Regions from separate parts of the Danio rerio genome. Here region 2 is linked to region 1. Evidence: chromatin contacts called from public Hi-C data. All regions are on one chromosome and are shown on one strand. The core of a region is the stretch at or near the end of the contact, and the rest is flanking DNA. Distances in the headings are between cores, read along the strand shown.

The links. Hi-C and Micro-C count contacts between places; a contact is called where the count stands out from the background.
Region 2: a contact with region 1 is called in a Hi-C map of skeletal muscle, with 2.7 times the contacts expected there. The contact joins the promoter of urb2 here to the enhancer-like site in region 1. A contact is called at or near these places in 4 of 18 Hi-C or Micro-C datasets (caudal fin, hematopoietic stem cells, skeletal muscle and 1 more) and 2 of 4 datasets of contacts at active chromatin or transcription factors (caudal fin and embryo).

Annotation. Positions count from the first base shown.
Region 1 is chr13:27,264,775-27,268,925 of GRCz12tu, reverse strand. All of the region lies in intron 10 of galnt2 (UDP-N-acetyl-alpha-D-galactosamine:polypeptide N-acetylgalactosaminyltransferase 2), which reads left to right. Among named protein-coding and RNA genes, the nearest start is that of pgbd5, 57 kb to the right of the region's middle. Within about 2 kb of position 1,420, at least 2 of the 62 cell types and tissues checked have an H3K27ac peak or open chromatin away from gene starts, as enhancers often do. A contact at or near this core is called in skeletal muscle, where this site is marked.
Region 2 is chr13:27,445,241-27,449,684 of GRCz12tu, reverse strand. It overlaps urb2 (URB2 ribosome biogenesis homolog), which reads left to right and starts at 2,580. Exons shown (of 10, transcript NM_001123301.2): 1 at 2,580-2,892. It overlaps abcb10 (ATP-binding cassette, sub-family B (MDR/TAP), member 10), which reads right to left and starts at 510. Exons shown (of 14, transcript XM_073920892.1): 1 at 1-510. The coding sequence starts at 75.

The sequences.
Region 1 (4,151 bases), core at 171-2,670:
AAAGTTCAAGAAATGGTTTAAAAAATGGAAGAAAATACAGCTTGTAATAAACATTTATTCAGTACATCCATGTGTACAAACTGTTTTTTACGCGATAATTCACGACTAATAATCATTATATAAAGGCCTAGCTATATGTATTGTGTTAATGTGTTAAATAAAAATCATATACAACCACCACCACACTTGTACAAAATCCAGTAGAACATAATGTAATCCAAGTCTTTACTGGCGTTCCGGTATAATAAATAACCATAATGTTAACATCTAGATGTGTATGTGAATGTTTGATGGTAAGTTCATAGACTAAACAAAAAAGAAGTGCAACTCTTTTGAGTAAACTAGATAGTTATTAATGTCGAGCACCGTTTACCATCCACTAAAAATGTATATAATAATGATGACAATGATAATAATGTTGACTATGCATCCATGCTTTTGAATTATTTCATCTGTTTTTTCATGTATATGTCTGGAAGATGATAATTTATATGTTTTTGAACCACTCTATAGTAAAGTGTATAATGTAATAATAATGGTACAGCTCTTTGTTAATGAATGCTACAGAATACTAGTAAACTGTATGATAAATACTGTAACATTGGTGTAAACTGAGCATTGTGATGATGTATAATTATATAAATGTAGCCTATTGGGTAATATACTTCAGTTGTATTGTACCATAAGTATAAAATTACTCTGACAGTTTAATTCAAGTATGCTTTAAAACACTACAGTACTTACCATCATAGCCATCTACTGCCTCGATGGCAGGCAAATATATTTTAGCTCAGTGGAAAACTTAGTCCTTCTCATAATATACGGTTCATGCCCAACATATGTGCTTATTTTCTATTCATATCTCCTTTGAAGTATAGTATAAAGTGCAAAAATACAGACTTTCCTTTATTTCTCATTCAGTTTTTACTTCCTGCCCTTCCATCTGAATTTCGCACGTCCCCAGAACCACGTGATTGCAAACAACCTATATTCAGATTCGATTAATGTCTTTATTCTTATCTAATATTATCAAATATAAGAGAGTCGCCTTTTAGCAGTTTTCAGTGTTAATGACAAAATTATCCACTGTGCTAGTATGTTTTCGTTTCTCTTTGATTCATCTTATCAAATCATTCAACCACAAAGAGCCAGGGCTGGCTTTCCAAACTTGCTGTTCTCAGCACTAAAAGGCTGCGCACATTTCAGACATTGTGCAGAAAAATGCTTAAAGAAGGAACGTTATGGAGATTTTTAAAGGTGAAATGCTTATTAGATTCTTTATTGGATTGGAAAGCTTTTTATAGGTAGTTTAACTATATATACAAAAATGTAGAATGCCGTTTTCTTCACAGAAAGTGTTGCCAAATTGCCTAATGTATCCATTTTTATTTGTACCAAAGTAACTTGAATGCACAATAGACTTGAAAGCAGCACTTGTTTAAAAAGCCTTGAAGGCAGTCTGACTTTAAATGTCCACTAAAATCATTTTAGAACTGAGAAGTTTGAAAGCGGTCAGACTTTAATTGTTTACAAAGACCACATGTTTTCTTTTAATTCAATTTAAAGCAGTGAAACTCATGAATTTGTGTCTCTGTAACTGTGGCTTAAGTGTCCAAGTACTTTGTGGCGCCGCTGTATATGAATGGTGAATATGAGCTCATGCTACTTCTATCATTAGACTGTGAGAGATAGTGGCTTACTCAGCCAAAACATAATGTGCCCATCCAAGGGCCAATTTAGGTCACCACAGCAGAACTATTGCTTTTTTTATATTATTAGCAGTGCTACTTGAATAGAAAAGTGCAGTGTAAGACCCTGTGGAGTGGAGTTTTTCAGGTTTTGTCATCATGTCTGTGGCGTGATGGATTCTGAAAGAAAGTCCTGACTCATTCCACAAACACAGCACTTTTCTCAGCTGGGCCGCTTGTGGAAAAGTTTACAAGAGCTCCAGAAATTATCCTTCAGTCTGGAATAATGCTGCATTTTGCATGCGTGTGTGTCTGAGAAGTTTTGCAGAAGACCAAAAGTTTGACAGAGTTCACACAAATCACTCAAATGCAGTAATGGGCGAATTTTCGGTGTGGAAATCTATTTTGTGTTGGCAAGTCTGAAGTACAATTTGACATATCTAAACTGGTTACTTGTGCATTATACAGAATGCGTCATTTTATACAGTAAAGTGTCTTTTTAACTCAATTATTTGCTAAATTTCCTTAGACATAAAAATATATTATTATTTTTTAGTTATAATCTCTCTTTTTAAAAAAATAAAAATAGTGACTGGTCTAGTGAATTAAGTTAGTTCTGCAGTCATCAAAATACACATTTTAAGCTCTGTTTAATTAGAGTTATTATTATTATAACCCTTATAAAACAGTGATAGAAATACTAAGTAAAAATGCTACCATCAATAAATTTTTAGTCTTTTGCTTTATTTTACCATAAATCATGATGTTAATATTATTAGTCAATAAAACATCAATATTGGAACTTATTTGTAACATTTGAACTTTAATGTTTTGTTTACTGTTTGCCATTACAACATTTTAATGCATCCTTTGTAAGTGTAAGTATATAAAGTTGAAGTCAACATCATTAGCCTTCCTGTTCTATTTTTTCTTTTCTTTTTTAAATATTTTCCAAATGGTGTTTAACAGAGCAAGGATTTTTTTTTACAGTATTTCCTATAATTTATTTTTTCTTCTGAGGAAAGTATTTTTATTTCAGCTAGAATAAAAGCAGGTTTTAATGTTTTAAGGTCAATACTGTTAGACCACTTAAACAACATTTTTTTTCCCCATTGTTTACAGAGCAGAGCACAATTATATAATGGCTTGCCTAATTAACTCAGTTAAGCCCTAAAATTACACTTTAAGCTGAATCTTGAAAAGATATCTACTAATATATATATATATATTGTCAACAAAGAAAAAATAAATCAGTTATTATAAATTAGTTATTAAAATCATCATGTTTACAAATGTGTTTGAAAAAAAATCTTTTATTAAACAGAAATTTGGGGAAAAAATCTACAGGGTGAGCTAATAATTCTGACTTTAACTGTATACACGTAAATGCCCTGAATGTGATCGATCATTCTTTGACCACCTTTCATGACCCTAAGCACCCTAAATACACTCACCAGCCACTTTATTATGTACACCTTACTAGTACTGTGTTGGACCCCTTTTGCCTTAAGAACTGCCTTAATCCTTAATGGCATAGATTTAACAAGGTAGTAGAAATATTTCTCAAAGATTTTGATCCATATTGACATGATAGCATCACGCAGTTGCTGCAGATTTGTCGGCTTGGCATCATGATGCCAGTCTCCTGTTCCACCACATCCCAACTTTGCTCTATTGGGTTGAGATCTAATGACTGTGGAAGCCATTTGAGTAAAGTGAACTCATTGTCATGTTCAAGAAACTAGTCTTAGATGATACATGCTTTATAACATGGCATGCTATCCTGCTGGAAGTAGCCATCAGTAGATTGGTACACTGTGGTCATAAAGGAATGGACATAGCCAGCAACAATACTCAGTAGGCTGTGGTGTTGACACGATGCTCAATCGGTACCAAGTGTGCCAAGAAAATAAAAATATCCTGCACACCATTACACCACCACCAGCAAAGTGAAGGGAGGATAGATCCATGCTTACATGTTGTTGATGCCAAATTCTGACCCTACCATCCTAATGTTGCAGCACAAATCGAGACTCATCAGACCAGGCAACGTTTTTTCAATCTTCTATTGTCCAATTTTAGCCAATTGTAGGCTCAGTTTGTGGATCTTAGCTGACAGTAGTGGCACCCGGTGTGGTCTTCTGCTGCCGTAGCCCATTCGCCTCAAGGTTGGATGTGTTGTGCATTCAGAGATGCTCTTCTGCATACCTCGGTTGTAACAAGTGGTTATTCGAGTTACTGTTGCCTTTCTATCAGCTCGAACCAGTCTGGCCATTCTCCTCTGTCCCCTGACATTATCAAGGCATTTGCTCCCACAAAACTGCCGCTCACTTGATATTTTCTCTTTTTTAGACCATTCTCTATAAAACCTAGAAATGGTTGTGCATGGAAATCCTAGTAGATCAGCAGTTTCTGAAATACTCAAACCAGCCCGTCTGGGACCAACAACCATGCCTTGACATT
Region 2 (4,444 bases), core at 1,331-3,830, 180 kb before region 1:
CCGACAGCAGGTAATGCTACACTGTTGCAGTTTCCCGATAGCAAATCCTGTCATTCGCAACATTGTCCCATACATTTAAAGAAAAATCGAAACCAAATGAATATCACAAGTCTCTAACTAATCATCATCTGTCTAAACTTCGCGTATATAGTCAGATGACCAGTGTGAAAACCGGAGTGTCAGGACTGACTTGTAACTGCATGACACACAGTTAGTGTTAGAAAGAGCGACTTGTCCGGGGTCGACGGTTACTGAGGTTTATCTGTTCCTGACAGTTTCCACATCCAGCCCTTGTTTTGCGTTATCTTTACACACGCCCAGCGATTTCACCGGCAGCGCCCTGTCACAAAAACCTGCTGCGCGACATCTGTCGGTCTTTAATCCAAACAACGTCAATGACTGTCCAGCTGTAGAAAAGTGGCGTTTGAAGTGTTTTAATGAAAACAAGAATAAAAGGTGACCCCGGTGATTTCCTTGAGGTTCGAGGAGGCGAAGCGTTACTACACCAATGGAAGATCTCAATCATAGATCGTAGCATAGATGGCGCAGTCGACTGGTCAAAAGCGCCGCCATCTTGGAAAGGTCAACAAGAAGCGTTAGCGCTAAATAACACCCATTTCAGGAATATTGTAAGTTTGAGCAGTTTTGTCATCTAAAGTAATAGTTGGGCAAAAATTATCAATTGTTTCTATTAGTTTTAAAAGTATGAAAACAAGGTGTTATTTTATGCGTTACGTTTTTTTTTCAGACGCTATGACACTCAATACTTACCAGGACTTTCTCAATACTTTGGTCACTTTTGCAAAACTCTTTACACAATTCTCCTAACCGACTTTCAGCTTGGCAAAGCAGTTCATTTCACATTCAAAATGCACCACTACTACCAAAATACTTCATTCAGGTCTCAAATAAAATCATTATTCTAGATAGAACACTAGCAAAGGTTGACAGCCAACAAACACACTTTGTTACCCAAAAACAATGACACAACATATGTAGCATTACACAGTGTTTTCTTGTGTAAAACATTTATAATTGCAATATATATTGTTTATAACTACAATATATGTTACTGGAATTAATCAGACATTACGCAGAATTCGTCAATATTTTATGTCGTTTATTTATTTTTATTTGTTTAAGTAATTCCAAAATACAAGAATTTGTACACACACCATCCACTGATACAGATACAATAGTAATGCTAATCTGGCTGGATAAACTGAATTTTTAGATTTGAAATATGTTTTAATAAAATATTGCTGGTGAATTTTGCTGTCTTACTCGGTTTTGCATTATGTTATTGTTTAGAACATAAGTTTAACAGTTTTGAAAACAGTAGTAAGCACATACAAAATGTCTTGTACGTACAAAGATTTTTGTCAGTTGTTGTGTCTGAGTGAGAATAGAATTCATGAAATTTCAGAGATGTTTTGTCCACACAGACTTCTGTTGTGCTCACTGTGTGAAGAGTTTTGCTAAAGTGACCTAGTATTGAGAAATGTGTCCTAGCGTCAGTAAAAAACTGTAAATAAACTAAATGATTAAAAACCCTAAATGTTAAATTTGGATTAATTCTCATTTAGTTTACAGAAGTAAATAAAAAATGAGAGACATCTTTAAATTGTGTTTCTCTGGATTTACTGTATTTTGTATGAGTTTGAATGAGAGAGAGAGAGAAAGAGAGACAAAGAGAAAGTTTAAGTCAATGGATCTCAGCAACCACTTTACCTTCAAAATATCTTATTTAGATATAAATTCATTCATTTAACTCAACTTATTTAGCACACGTTTACACTGTGGATGCCCTTCGAGCTTCAACCCAGTACTGGGAAACACCCATACACTCTCAAATGCACTACAGCCAATATAGTTTATTCAAGTAACCTACATCACATGCTTTTGGACTGTGGGGGAAACCACAGCACCAAAAGGAAACCCACAAGAACACAGAGAGAACATGCAAACTCCACAAAGAAATGCCAACTGACCCAGCCGGGGCTCAAACCAGCGACCATCTTGCTGTGAGGCGACAGCACTTACCCCTGAGCCACCGTGTCACCTTAGATATAAATATAGCATATATATATATATATATATATATATATATATATATATATATATATATATATATATATATATATATATATATATATATATATATATATATACACACCACACAAGGGGAGAAATTGATGAGGTCTCACTTTTGAGTGATCCTGTTCTTTTGCAATGTTTAGACAATGACATTTAAAAAAAAACTTTTTTGTAGGCTTAATTTCAATTACATTTGCATTTTAAAGGCTACTAATACTTTATTTTTTTTACACGTATTTAACTTCTACTTTAACTACATTAACAGTTCAGCAACTTTTTGATTTTTGCATTTTGAAACCTGCTCTGCCTGTTGCACCACAGTTTGTAGTTTTGACCTTTCCAACATGGCGGACACGCAACCACAGCTAAGGCGTGATCTATCTTTTCAGATCTATGGTCTCTGACGAAACCCTTCTCAGACATGATAAATCAAACAGTTTAATGAAGGGTAATAGAGCTCCAGAACGATTTATATCACATCTGTTTATAATTTAGGGTATCTTACATTCCTCTAAATGTGTCCACCAGTGTTTAGATATAATGTTATTATGTTAAACTTTCTGTAAATGTCAAACTACTTTGGTCACAATTTATTTCAACAGTTTAGCAAGCCAACAGTTTATACATTACAAATAACTTCTGACCGAAACAAATCATACATCTTCAAAAGTTTCTCTAAAATGAGCGAACCAGTTTTACACACAAGCGTTGATGCTCCTTTTCGATTATTACTGTCTTGTGTGAAAGTGGAGAGTTCAGAGGTCCCCACAGCGGTAACACGTGTGTCATGAGATTGTGAGTATTTTGAAAGTTTTCCGTATTACTTAACGTTAAAAGATTGCTCACTATAGTAACTGCTGTTGTGCGGTACGTTCTATTTTATTCACTAAAATCTAACAGGCTCTCTGTGATTATTTCGCTGTGTGATTCGCTAGGGGCTGCCAGACATTTATCTTCTGTTGTGTTTAAGATTATTTAAAGAGTTTACTTTCGTATGATGTTTGTGTGACTTGTGACGTGGAAAAGCTTACTTAAATCGATAAAATGATAAAAGCCAGTCATCAGTTTCTCTTTTATTTCAGATTTGCTCAATGTTTGCCATGTAATTTCACCAATAACTGTCTCCACTTTACAATGTGTACTCGCATTCAAAAATACAATAGTTTGGTGTAAAATGATTTTGCTGCTTTGTTGGGGACAGGTTTAGATAAAGTTGTTTTTTTATTCACACATTCAGACTTTCCCCTAATAATATATTTTTTAGAAAATTCTTTGCAAATACTGAATAAGGAAATCATGTTAGGAGTCAATGACTCTCAAAGTACAACACTGTTGACAGTTAATTAAACAATGCTAATGTTGTTTTGAAGTTTTGCATGTCATTTCAGCCCGAATATTCAACGTTTTTTTAATTATTATTTTTATTTATGCTGTTAACAACACACATGATATAGTAAACAAAATAAAGCTTGGGTGATAGGTGGTAAATAATAACAGCACAAAAAAAGGAAAGAGTATAAATAATTAACAAAAATTCTTACAATTGCAAACAAGCAGGACCTTTACACCAATCAAACATTTTGAAAGGCACAGATGTACAGTTTAATGGCCTGTCTATTAGCACTTTGCTAAATAGTACAAAAGTAATTTTCTGTTCATTTAAAACAAAGTAAATTTTTTTTGGGAAAATTTACACTTATAAATTTGAAACTTAATCAACAAAATAAATATGTTAATAACAAAAGCTTCATTGTTCAAATGATCTTAATCCAAATATTCAAAGTACCGTGGTAAACAATGTAGGAAGCGTGTCACGAGTTGTCACTAAAGGAAGGTGCGAATATAAAACCAACTTTACCTCAAACTGGTTTAGTGGTGTGTGCAGCTGCAGGGTCAACAGTGTAACTACAGATCAATATACATACAATAAAAATCGCTGTAATTGCATCAGCGCTAGGTGTAAGCACAGTATAAAGGTTTTTCTTCAAAGTAAACCAGTTGTATTAGAATAATAATTAAAATGCAAGAACATGGTTGCTGTTAAAAACACTTAATGAGGGTCTAATTAAGTTTGAATTTGTTTATATGTTGTCATGATGTTATTGTTTTTGCTTATGCAAGATTAAATTTAATTTATTTTCAACTTGTAAACTAATGATTTCTCACCTAAAGAAGGAATGGCTGTTATTTAAAAATATATATAATAATTTATTATTGTAACTAAAAATTATTTTTTATTATGCGTTATAGATTGCAATATTAATACAATTTTGAATTAAATAACTCAATGACAAATGTTTACATTTGCAGTATTTATATCTGCTCCAAAATTTGCACAACATCTGTT